Linked DNA regions of Mus musculus: region 1 is linked to region 2. A link is a contact called in public HiChIP or PLAC-seq data. All regions are on one chromosome and are shown on one strand. Each heading gives the region's core, a stretch centred on a gene start, on an enhancer-like site or on the middle of the called end of the contact. The rest is flanking DNA. Distances are from core to core; before and after follow the strand shown. Region 1 has its middle 110 kb from the start of Gm12002. Region 2 holds the start of Grb10 (growth factor receptor bound protein 10).

Region 1 (4,652 bases), core at 1,021-3,520, 170 kb after region 2:
TTGAAGACATTGCTGATGGAAGACCATCACTGAACAGAGTGGAAGCTTTGAACAGCTAGATTCACCACATGATTAAAAGCTGCCTTATATTTTCTAGAAGGTTCTTTAACGGTATACCACCACTCTCAGGGAGTGGCCAGGTCTTCACTCAATCCAGGCACACACATCCCCTCCATTAGATTCCTCACCTAGCATGGATATATATATATATGACTGATTTTTGTGCCTGTGTTCCAATAAGAACTTTGAAAGTATTATTTTCTTAGGATTCAGGATCAGCGTAGCTTCCCTAAAGGGTTAGCCCTTCCTCACTGTCACCACCTATTTCTTGTTACTAGGATGACTGGTTTTCAGATGTGCCAGGTTTTATAGTGATGAGCAGCACATTAGTGCACAGCACCTGGCAGAATGGAGTCATCGGCGCTCCACACATCAGTGTTCAGAGCACTAGCCCTGTGATCAGCTCTGCATTGGAATCCTCTCCAGACCATGCTAGACTCCGTAAAACAGGGAGTACTGACTAGTGCAGTCATCCTGGCAGGAGCAGAGGGAGGCTAAAACGAGGAACTTTGCCTCTCCTTTTTAGCTATGTGAACAACAGATCCCAACATTTGCGGTTTCCTCAGGGATCTCATGCTATGTGAAGGAAAAGAATGAAACCTGTTGCCAGCCAGAGGAGGAAGAAAAAAAAAAAATCTCACACAGTCTGACCACTTTGCTGAAGAGAGTGGAGCAGAGCCAGGGGGTCAGCAATGAGGAGCACCCCAGGCCAGGACAGCTTAGATATATGATCCTAAACCTCTATTTAAACCCAAGCCTCCCACTAGCACCCCAAAGATGGACTCAAGGATCACTGAACCCTTTTTCTTTACTTTTCTCACTGTAGCCACATTGAAAATGATCCCCTCTCTCTGCTTCACTCTCGTCTGTCTCTTTAATTGGTCTACTGAGGACAGCACAGCGGCCCAGTGTCCATGCTTTGACTCTGAGAATGTCAGCTGACTGGAACTAGTACTATTTCCTCTACTCCCCCCCAACCCCCCCCCCCCACACACACTACACACAGAACAAACAGAATGCAAATTTAAATTTTGCAAAATTGTTCTCATGTGAGCAATAAAATTCTCACTGCAGAATAATTCAGAAAACTTTGAAACTTTTCTGACCTTTGTAAAAACATGTGGGCCACCCCTAATATCAGTACCCTCACCTAATCAGCTTTCTGTTGCTATAACAGGATCACTGAGTCTGCTTAGTTTATTAAGAATACAGGTTTATTTTAGCTTACAGAAGCCAAGAGCATGGCACTGAAAATTGACAAATGGGATGTCATTAAACTAAAGAGTTTCTCTACAGCAGAAGCTGTCAGTAAAGTAAGGGCTGAAAAATGGAAGATGTTTGCCAGTTACACATCCGACAAAAGATTAGTGTCTAGACTATACAAAGACCTGAAAAACAAAAGACCCGACTAAACACCAAGAAAACAAACAGCCCAATTAAAAATGGGTTATGAATCTGAGCAAAAATTCTCAAAGGAACACAGACAACAAGGAAAGCTGGTAGGCTAGAAGCAGTGTTCAATGAGTGACTGGTTACAGAGTGAGAAGCAGGAGGTCTGGAACAGTTTATCACCCCAAAGCTGCTTCTCCAGTTTCTGAATTGATTTCATCAGTACCACAACAGCTCTCTCCTACCACTGGACTCAGGAGCTTTCTCTACCACCAGACTGGATTTACTGATGTGACTGAAGCCAGTACAGCTTGTGCATGGCTGGATTTTCGCTTACCCCAAAGACTCCTACCAGGAAATGTATAAAAGCTGTGTCAGCAGGGATTTCGTTGAAAGGGTTCCCAGTAACTTCAACCAGAACACTGTTTTTGTTACACAAGGAAAATGTGAAGCTCTGAGGCTTAAGCACAAGCATTGAGCAGTGCTCTGGGCATGGATCAGCCGCCAGACACCGGCTCCTATCAGAAAACAGCAGCCACTGATAAAGAGAGTTTGCCTTATCTATCCATAGCTGACAGAACAGTCAGGAAAACTCCACAAACAAGAGGAGCTGGGAGGCCACTAGAGAACAGGACCCCTAACAGTCAACAGGTTCTACCAGCTGGCCCAGGGCCAAGGAGAAAGATCAGTGGATCTGCCAAGGAGATGAAAAAAACATTCAGGCCAGCAATCTCATTTTCTGATATCTCCACCCTGTTTTTCTTCCCCACTACAACTAATCCTTATCTTCTAGTGATTCCATTATCTCACCTCTCCACCCACCTCTCCACCCTTCTCCTACAGCTATTTCTTATCTGTATAGTACAGCAGGTCATCGAGGCAGGCCAACACTGTCCCCTACCGTTCACTTTTACTGTTTGCTCTTTTCTCTCTTTTCTCTCTTTCTTTCTTTCTTTCTTTCTTTCTTTCTTTCTTTCTTTCTTTCTTTCTCTCTCTCTTTCTTTCTTTCTCTTTCTCTCTCTCTTTCTTCTTTTCTCTTTCTCTCTCTCTTTCTTCTTCTCTCTCTCTCTCTCTCTCTCTCTCTCTCTCTCCCTCCCTCCCTCCCTCCCTCCCTCTCTTTCTCTCTTTCTCTCTCTTTCTTTCCCTTTTCTCTTTCTTTCCCTTTTCTCTTTCTGAACTCACTCCTCCAACTGTTATGTCAGGCTGACCTGATTTGTGGTATCTGAGTCTGTATCTGTATCCATATGTTTAATCTACTGTAAACCATGTGGTCCCCCACATGACCACATTCCCTTTTCCTTTGCCTCAATTATCTCCACTCTTCTGTATCTCCCTCTTCTCTATTTCCTAGTTTGCAATTGAATACTCACCACTATCACTAGTCTCACGGTGATGGCTCACCTGTGGTTTTCCTTTCCATTCACACTAACATATCAGTACACACAATACTATCAGGCTCTTTAACTCCCTAAACCAATTGGCACTTAAGAAATGTTAATTTGTATTTACTTGCTACTGTTTTTTTTTTTTTTAATCACTGTAGGTTCACTCCTGTATAATGACTTGCCATAGATAATACTAAGCCTGTCTGAGAAGACTGAGGACAGAGTCAGGTGCCTAGAACACCAGTCTACAAATGAAACATTAGAACTCTACTACTGCCTAGTCTTTCCTGAGCACTGCAAACATATTAATTGCACAAAGAGTCAACCTGAATTAAAAGGACAAAATCTATTTTTAAAATGAATTAATTAATTTGTTTATATATCAAATGATGCTTCCCTTCCTGGTCCCTTCCTCACCAAGTCACTTACCTCCACCTGCCTTCCCCTTCTCCTTTGAGAAGGTGGACACCCTCCCTCCATATCCCTTCACCCTGGCACTTCAAGTCTCTGCAAGATTAGTCCTGGCTAGTGGCTATTCCCAGTGAATAAAGAAAAGGGCAGCCATGAAGACCCAGGTGCTTATCTACTACATATGTGTGGGAGTGGAGGGGGTGGGGGTGAGAAGGGGTCATTCTAGCCCATGTATGCTCACTGGTTGGTGGCCCAGATTCTGAGAGCTCCCAGGAGTTCAGGTTTGTTGACTCTGTTGGTCTTTCTGTGAGGTTCCTATCTACTTCTTGGCCTTGACTCCTTCCTACAACTCTACCGTAAGTGTCCCCAACCTCCATCTAATTTTTGGCCGTGGGTATCTTCTTCTGTTTCAGTCCACTGCTGGGTAGAGTCTCTCAGAGGACAATTATGATAGGCTGTCTGTCTGCATGTATAACAGAGTATTATTATTAACGTCAGGGATTGGTGCTTGTCCATGGCATGGGTTTCAAGTTGGGCTGGGTATTGGTTGGCTTCTGCTCCACCCCTTTTAGATAGGACAAAATTTGTGTAGAAAGTTTTGTAGATGGATTCGTGACCCTATCCACTAGGGATCCTTTCTGGCTACAGGAGGTGGCCTCTTCATGTCCCTGTTGTTAAACATTGACTTCTGGAAGCCTACCCTATCCTAGGTCTCTGGGACTTTCTAAAGTTTACTCCCACTCCCACCCCGGCAGCTGCAGATTCCCATTCATTCTCCTGGCACACTGGACCTGTCTCTCCTGTGCCTGATCCTGCTTCCATACCCCCTCCCCCTCTTCTCCCCACACCCCCAGTTACTTCCCTCTCTTTGCCTCCCAATGTCTTAATGAAGAAGCTAACCCCATATGAGCAGAAACCAGCTCAAAAATATAAGTAAAATGATCAAGAAAAATTATTTCCTCTAAAAGTTACCAATCCCACAATACAGACTCCAGATAAAAATGACTTAGACAAAATTCTAGATGTACAACTCAAAATAATGATTATAAATATGGTAAAACAAGTCAGAGAGGGCTCAGATATTTTCCAGGAGAACATAGACACAGCTAAATGAAATAAGGAAGCCAATTCAAGTATAAAAATAGAATTTGATAAAGAGAAATGCTGAGGAAAGCCCAAACTGAACGGATGGAAACAAAAAATACAATAGGAAAAAAAATGTCCAAATATAGGGAAAGAGAAGCCCATTCATACACAAGAAGCAGACAGAACACCAAACAGACCAGACCATAAAAGAGTCTCTGGGTCATAGTTTAAAACACTAAATGTACAGAAGAAAATATATTGAAGGCTGAAAAAGAGAAGGGCTAAGTTACGTACAAAGGCAAGCTTATAAGAATAACTACT
Region 2 (4,548 bases), core at 669-3,168:
CATCCTGAGCCTTGGTTTCCAGACCTGTGAAATGGGGACCGTGGGGACCACAAAGTGGATAAAAAGCAACAGGGCTTTTGAAAGTGCCTTGTAAACTGCGAAATGCTACCTAAGGATCAGTGGCTACACTTCTCAGTTACGGCAATGCCTGCTGGGCTGCAACTCCGTCTGTCCTCAAATTCCCTCCCTGTAATGTGGCGACTGGCCCGTGCCAGTCTTTCAAAGGTTCCCAGTAAAACTCAAAAAAAGTATGTTCACTAATCTTAAAGTTTTGATTTTTTTTTTAAGATCAAAATTTGGTAGGCAAGACTCATTCCTGGGAGCACATTTGACCGCAGCACTCTTGGTGAAATACTCTCAGACTCCTTCATCCTTTGCCTTACACAATTCCCTCAGCTGCAGAAATCCAGAACTCGAGGTCCACTTCTGTAAAATAGGAACCTCACTAAAATATTAGCCTTAGTGTGTGCCCGCAGGGGTGCGGGGGGTGGGGGGGGGAATTTTAATGACTGGAGTTCTGGTAAAGCAGGGCGAAACGTTAAATTGAGCACCATTTCTGAAACTCAGGGGCTCCAAATGGCTGAATCAGCATTTTCTGAAACAAAGTCTTCTGGGCCTGGCCTTTTAAACAGCCGCAAAGGGAAAGTTGTGCAATAACACATATTTACTCACTAATGCTACTTGTTTTGGACTTATTCTTTGCATCTCTTGAATGAAACAGTTACAAAAAAAGAGTTTTTCAAAAACATCCTAAAGGACTAGAGCCTTGTAAAAATCACCTGTGGCTCTCCTACTTTTCGGTCAAAGCAAATGAAAAGAAGTTCGCGGGGTTTCTTCCAACGCCAAGAAAAGACAAATACATTTTTTTTTCCAAAGTGAAGAATACCCTAATTTCCATAACGCACATGCCGCAGGCCCTCGCCAGGCAGGCGTTTGGAGAGGCAATCAGCAAAGGCAGAGAGTTGCATCAGAAATTTCCTTCTGCAAACGGTACCGCTCTTATCACGTTTCCACCGCTGGCGGGCTGCTAGTTCGTGAGCCCTCAAACTTGGTGTTAGGCCCCAGCGACGGGTAGCGGGGCCACTAACAGACCCGAAGAAAGAAAGGGGTGGGGGTTGGGGAGTGTGTGTGGGGGGGTACGGAACCTCGGGCCGCGGTCCGGGCCGCGCTCGCTTGGGACTTGGGAGTGTCTGGCACCGCTGCCCGGTCCGCCTGGCGCGCGCGCCGAGGCCCGGGGCGCAGCGGGAGCACCCGCTTCTCCGGTGACCCCCGGGCGCCCACCCTCCTCCAGGGCGGTGGCCCCTGAAAGCGCGGCCGTGACCGCAGCCCCCGCCCGAGCCCCCCGAGCCGTCGCCGTCGGACAAGACGGCTCAAGAATGTGCCGCTCGGGGCCCCGCGCCTCCCCCCGTGGGCTGGAGCGCAGGGGAGAGCGTTGCGGGGCGCCGCAGCCGCGCGCCCGCCGCCCCGTCCCGCCATCCCGTGCCGCCCCGCCGGGGGCCCGGGGCGCCGCAGCCCCCCAGACCCCCCAAGGCGACGCCCTTCCGCCCGCCGCGCCTCGCGGGGCCCCGCGTCCCGATCGCGGGCGGCCCCGAGCGCAGACAATGACGGCGCGGGGAGCCGCCCGGCCGCCGGGCCCCGCGAGGCGCGGACCACAAAAGTAACTTGCCGCGGCTCCCCGCCCAACTCCTACCTGACGTGCAGCTCCTCGTCGCCTCCGCGTGGCCGCTGGCCACACGTTGCACGAGTCACAACGGAGAAAAACCGAAGGCAAAGCCGGACACTGGACGGTCCCAGTCGCCGTGCGTGAGACGGTGCGCGGAAACTTCGTGCTCCCGTGGGTCTCGGAACGCGAATCCCGCCCGCCACTGGTCGCAGCGCCCTTCCCTTCCTGCCGCCTCCCCGCACCCCACCCCCTCGATGGGCTTTAAACTCTCCGGGCCCCGCCCGCCCTCCCCGCCTCCGCCGCCGCCTCCGCCTCCTCCTCCCCCGGCCGCTTTTCCTGCTCCTCCTCCCGCCGCCGCCCGGACCGCTCGGCGGCCGCCAGCGCGGGAGGAGCCGCGGCCTGGGCGCAGGGCGTGGCGCGGGGGGCGCGGGCTCGCGGGGTTGGCGTGGCACGATGCTCTCCCGCCCGGGCGGGAGCGCGCCCACCATGCTTGCAGCGCGCGGGACCCCCGGCGCCACGCCACCGCCCCGGTGCGCGGCCGCGCCGGCGGAAGACCGACCGGACCTGTCCCGAGGGCCATTCGGAAGGGAATTGTTCGAAACTCAGAAAGTACTCCCCAACCGCACAGTTCAAACTCTTCCTGGGCTGCGGCCGCCCGACACCGTCGTGGGCAGCCCCGGGCCCGGACAAGGAAACTCGGGCTTGCTCACGGCGGGTCGGGTCCGAGCCTCACCTTTCTCAGCCTCAGTTTCGCCAGCTGCGTGTGAGTAGCCGAAGGAGGGAAGCCTGAGAGGCCCTTCATTGTTTTCTTGAGGCAGCCGAGCAAGCCTCGTGTCCTTTACCTCTGAAGTGGGGCCCTCGTGAAAGTAAAGCCCAGACGGGCCGTGCCCGGTTTCTAAAGTGACCCACGAAAAGGCAACGGGCTAATTTGATCGGCCCCTTCGAAATAATTCTTAATGTTGTGTCGCTTTTCTAGTACAGATAGGCTACCAATAATTACACCTTTTTCTTGAGTTTCGGCTTTGTAAAAGCAGCCCTGACCGTAAATCACCGTAGTTGAGAAGACACGTGGTGTGAAACATTTGTGAATTCTCCTTCTTCTCCCTCACTCAGGCCTCTGAGGTTTGTTCCTAGAACAACTGTAGAAAGTAGAGAGACTGAGCCTAAAAAGTAACTTCTTAAAAGTAACTTCTAGAAAGTCGAGAAGCTGGGAGTGGGCTCACAGCAAGGCAAAGATTTGAAAGCTGTGCTGTGTGCATTGTCCGACGCTCTTTTTGAGCACGGCTCGGTACCTCTTGCTTTTAACAGTGGTTTTTCCGACCTCAGATTGATGTAATCAATGAAAAGTTTTTCCTTTCCTATAACTGAACACTCACTCTTATTTCTGGCCGTTGGTCCAAGACTCAGAAACCTACAAGGTGAAAATCCAGAGAAAAGGATGTGAATAAGTCTTAGATTCCCGGGGAAAGGAACACAAGAAGTCTTTTGTAGACAAAGGACTCAAAAGCGAACCGAAGCAGAGAAAACTGGGCTAACTTTTCCCAAGTTGATTGGCTTCAAACTTTACAGTTTTCCTGCAGGGTCTCACCAACGATCCATACTGCACCGGACACAAAGCCTGTCGGGTCAGGGAACTTTTACAGAGGTTTGAAAGTTTCTACATACTTTCGCAATACTTTTCCCCCCTGAATCGATTTGTTGGTAAGTTCCAAACAGTGTGGACCCTTCAGCCCTCTACATATTGATGTTGCCTTTCCAAACATGGAGATGTTTTCTTATATAACAACCACATACCTTTCAAATCCACAGATTTATATTGGTACAAAACGTGTATTTAATCTAGGTTTAAACTTTTTTTCCCCCTCAGTTTATCTGATAATTTAGAGCATTGCTTTTTCTTACAAGACCAGTCCAGTGATCTAGGTGGAAAGTTTAATCTGTGTTTCTCAGGCATTACTACTAACTAGAATGGTATGGAGATAAATGTCAAGTATTTTCTTGATGTCAAAGCCCTGGACAGGCCTTCACCCCCAAATTTCCTGGATCCCTGTAGACCCATATAGCAGCGTTCTGAACAAAGGTTTTTGCCTTATTCTTGCTGTAGCCTTAGGGTTACAGTTAGCTCCAGTGTCGAGGGAGGCCCTGGCCAGTTCTGTGAGCAGATTACACTACTTCCATCTCATATCCAGACTCCCAGCGCCCCCTGCCCACACATTCCCCAGCAGAGGTATTACAGACTCACACATTGTAAGGGTAGCAGTGTATAAATGAGCCTGGAGAACCCAGCCTCCTGGGCAAGACAGGATGGCTTTGTAGCTCACAAACTTCCCAAAGGAGTAATATATGAACTAGACTTGGGTGTTAAGGCAGGAAACGGGATTCCCTGGTAGTGAGGAATTCCATTATCCAAGTGTGAGCTTCAGGAGGCTCATTCAGCCGAAAGTAGAGAATCTGATGGACTCTAATTTTAAATTAGTAATGAGTTGATTAACATGTCTCCCTACTAATTGTAGGAATAGTGTCACTGGTAACTATTTACCTTTTGCTAGTGTCCTGCAGGCAGCAGGGGGGCTCCTGGTCAAAAGAAGGTACTAAATGGAATAAGTCATTGGAAAAATAGCAGTCAAATGTATGTCTCCATAGTGTAAATGAATGGAGTAAGGAACGGAGTGATCTCTCTGCCCCAGGCATCGTCTCAAATGTTGCCAGTAGCTTTGGCAGAGGGAAAGCATGGAGGGCAAATGGCATCCTGACAGATGCTAGTCCTGCTGCTCCGTCCTCACTGCACATGGTGCCTTCTGGAATAGCTTAGAAGGCAGAGCTGGAAACCAGAGACCAGCCAGTCCGAGGACAGTCCAACAGAACACCCTGGTGGGTCAGTGAGT

What was found. HiChIP or PLAC-seq counts read pairs in DNA pulled down with a chosen protein or histone mark.
Region 1: an H3K4me3 HiChIP or PLAC-seq map of fetal liver shows a contact between it and region 2, with 4 times the contacts expected there. The contact joins the enhancer-like site here to the promoter of Grb10 in region 2. A contact is called at or near these places in 6 of 39 promoter capture datasets (the 3T3-L1 cell line, embryonic stem cells, liver and 1 more), 4 of 484 Hi-C or Micro-C datasets (adipose-derived mesenchymal stem cells, embryonic fibroblasts, embryonic stem cells and 1 more), 3 of 115 datasets of contacts at active chromatin or transcription factors (cardiomyocytes, fetal liver and stem cell-derived neural progenitor cells) and 4 of 9 other capture datasets (adipose tissue, embryonic stem cells, liver and 1 more).

Annotation. Positions count from the first base shown.
Region 1 is chr11:12,203,686-12,208,337 of GRCm38.p6, forward strand. No RefSeq gene overlaps it. Among named protein-coding and RNA genes, the nearest start is that of Gm12002, 110 kb to the right of the region's middle. Within about 2 kb of position 2,271, at least 13 of the 459 cell types and tissues checked have an H3K27ac peak or open chromatin away from gene starts, as enhancers often do. A contact at or near this core is called in fetal liver, where this site is marked.
Region 2 is chr11:12,035,502-12,040,049 of GRCm38.p6, forward strand. Grb10 (growth factor receptor bound protein 10) reads right to left here and starts at 1,919. Exons shown (of 17, transcript NM_010345.4): 1 at 1,691-1,919.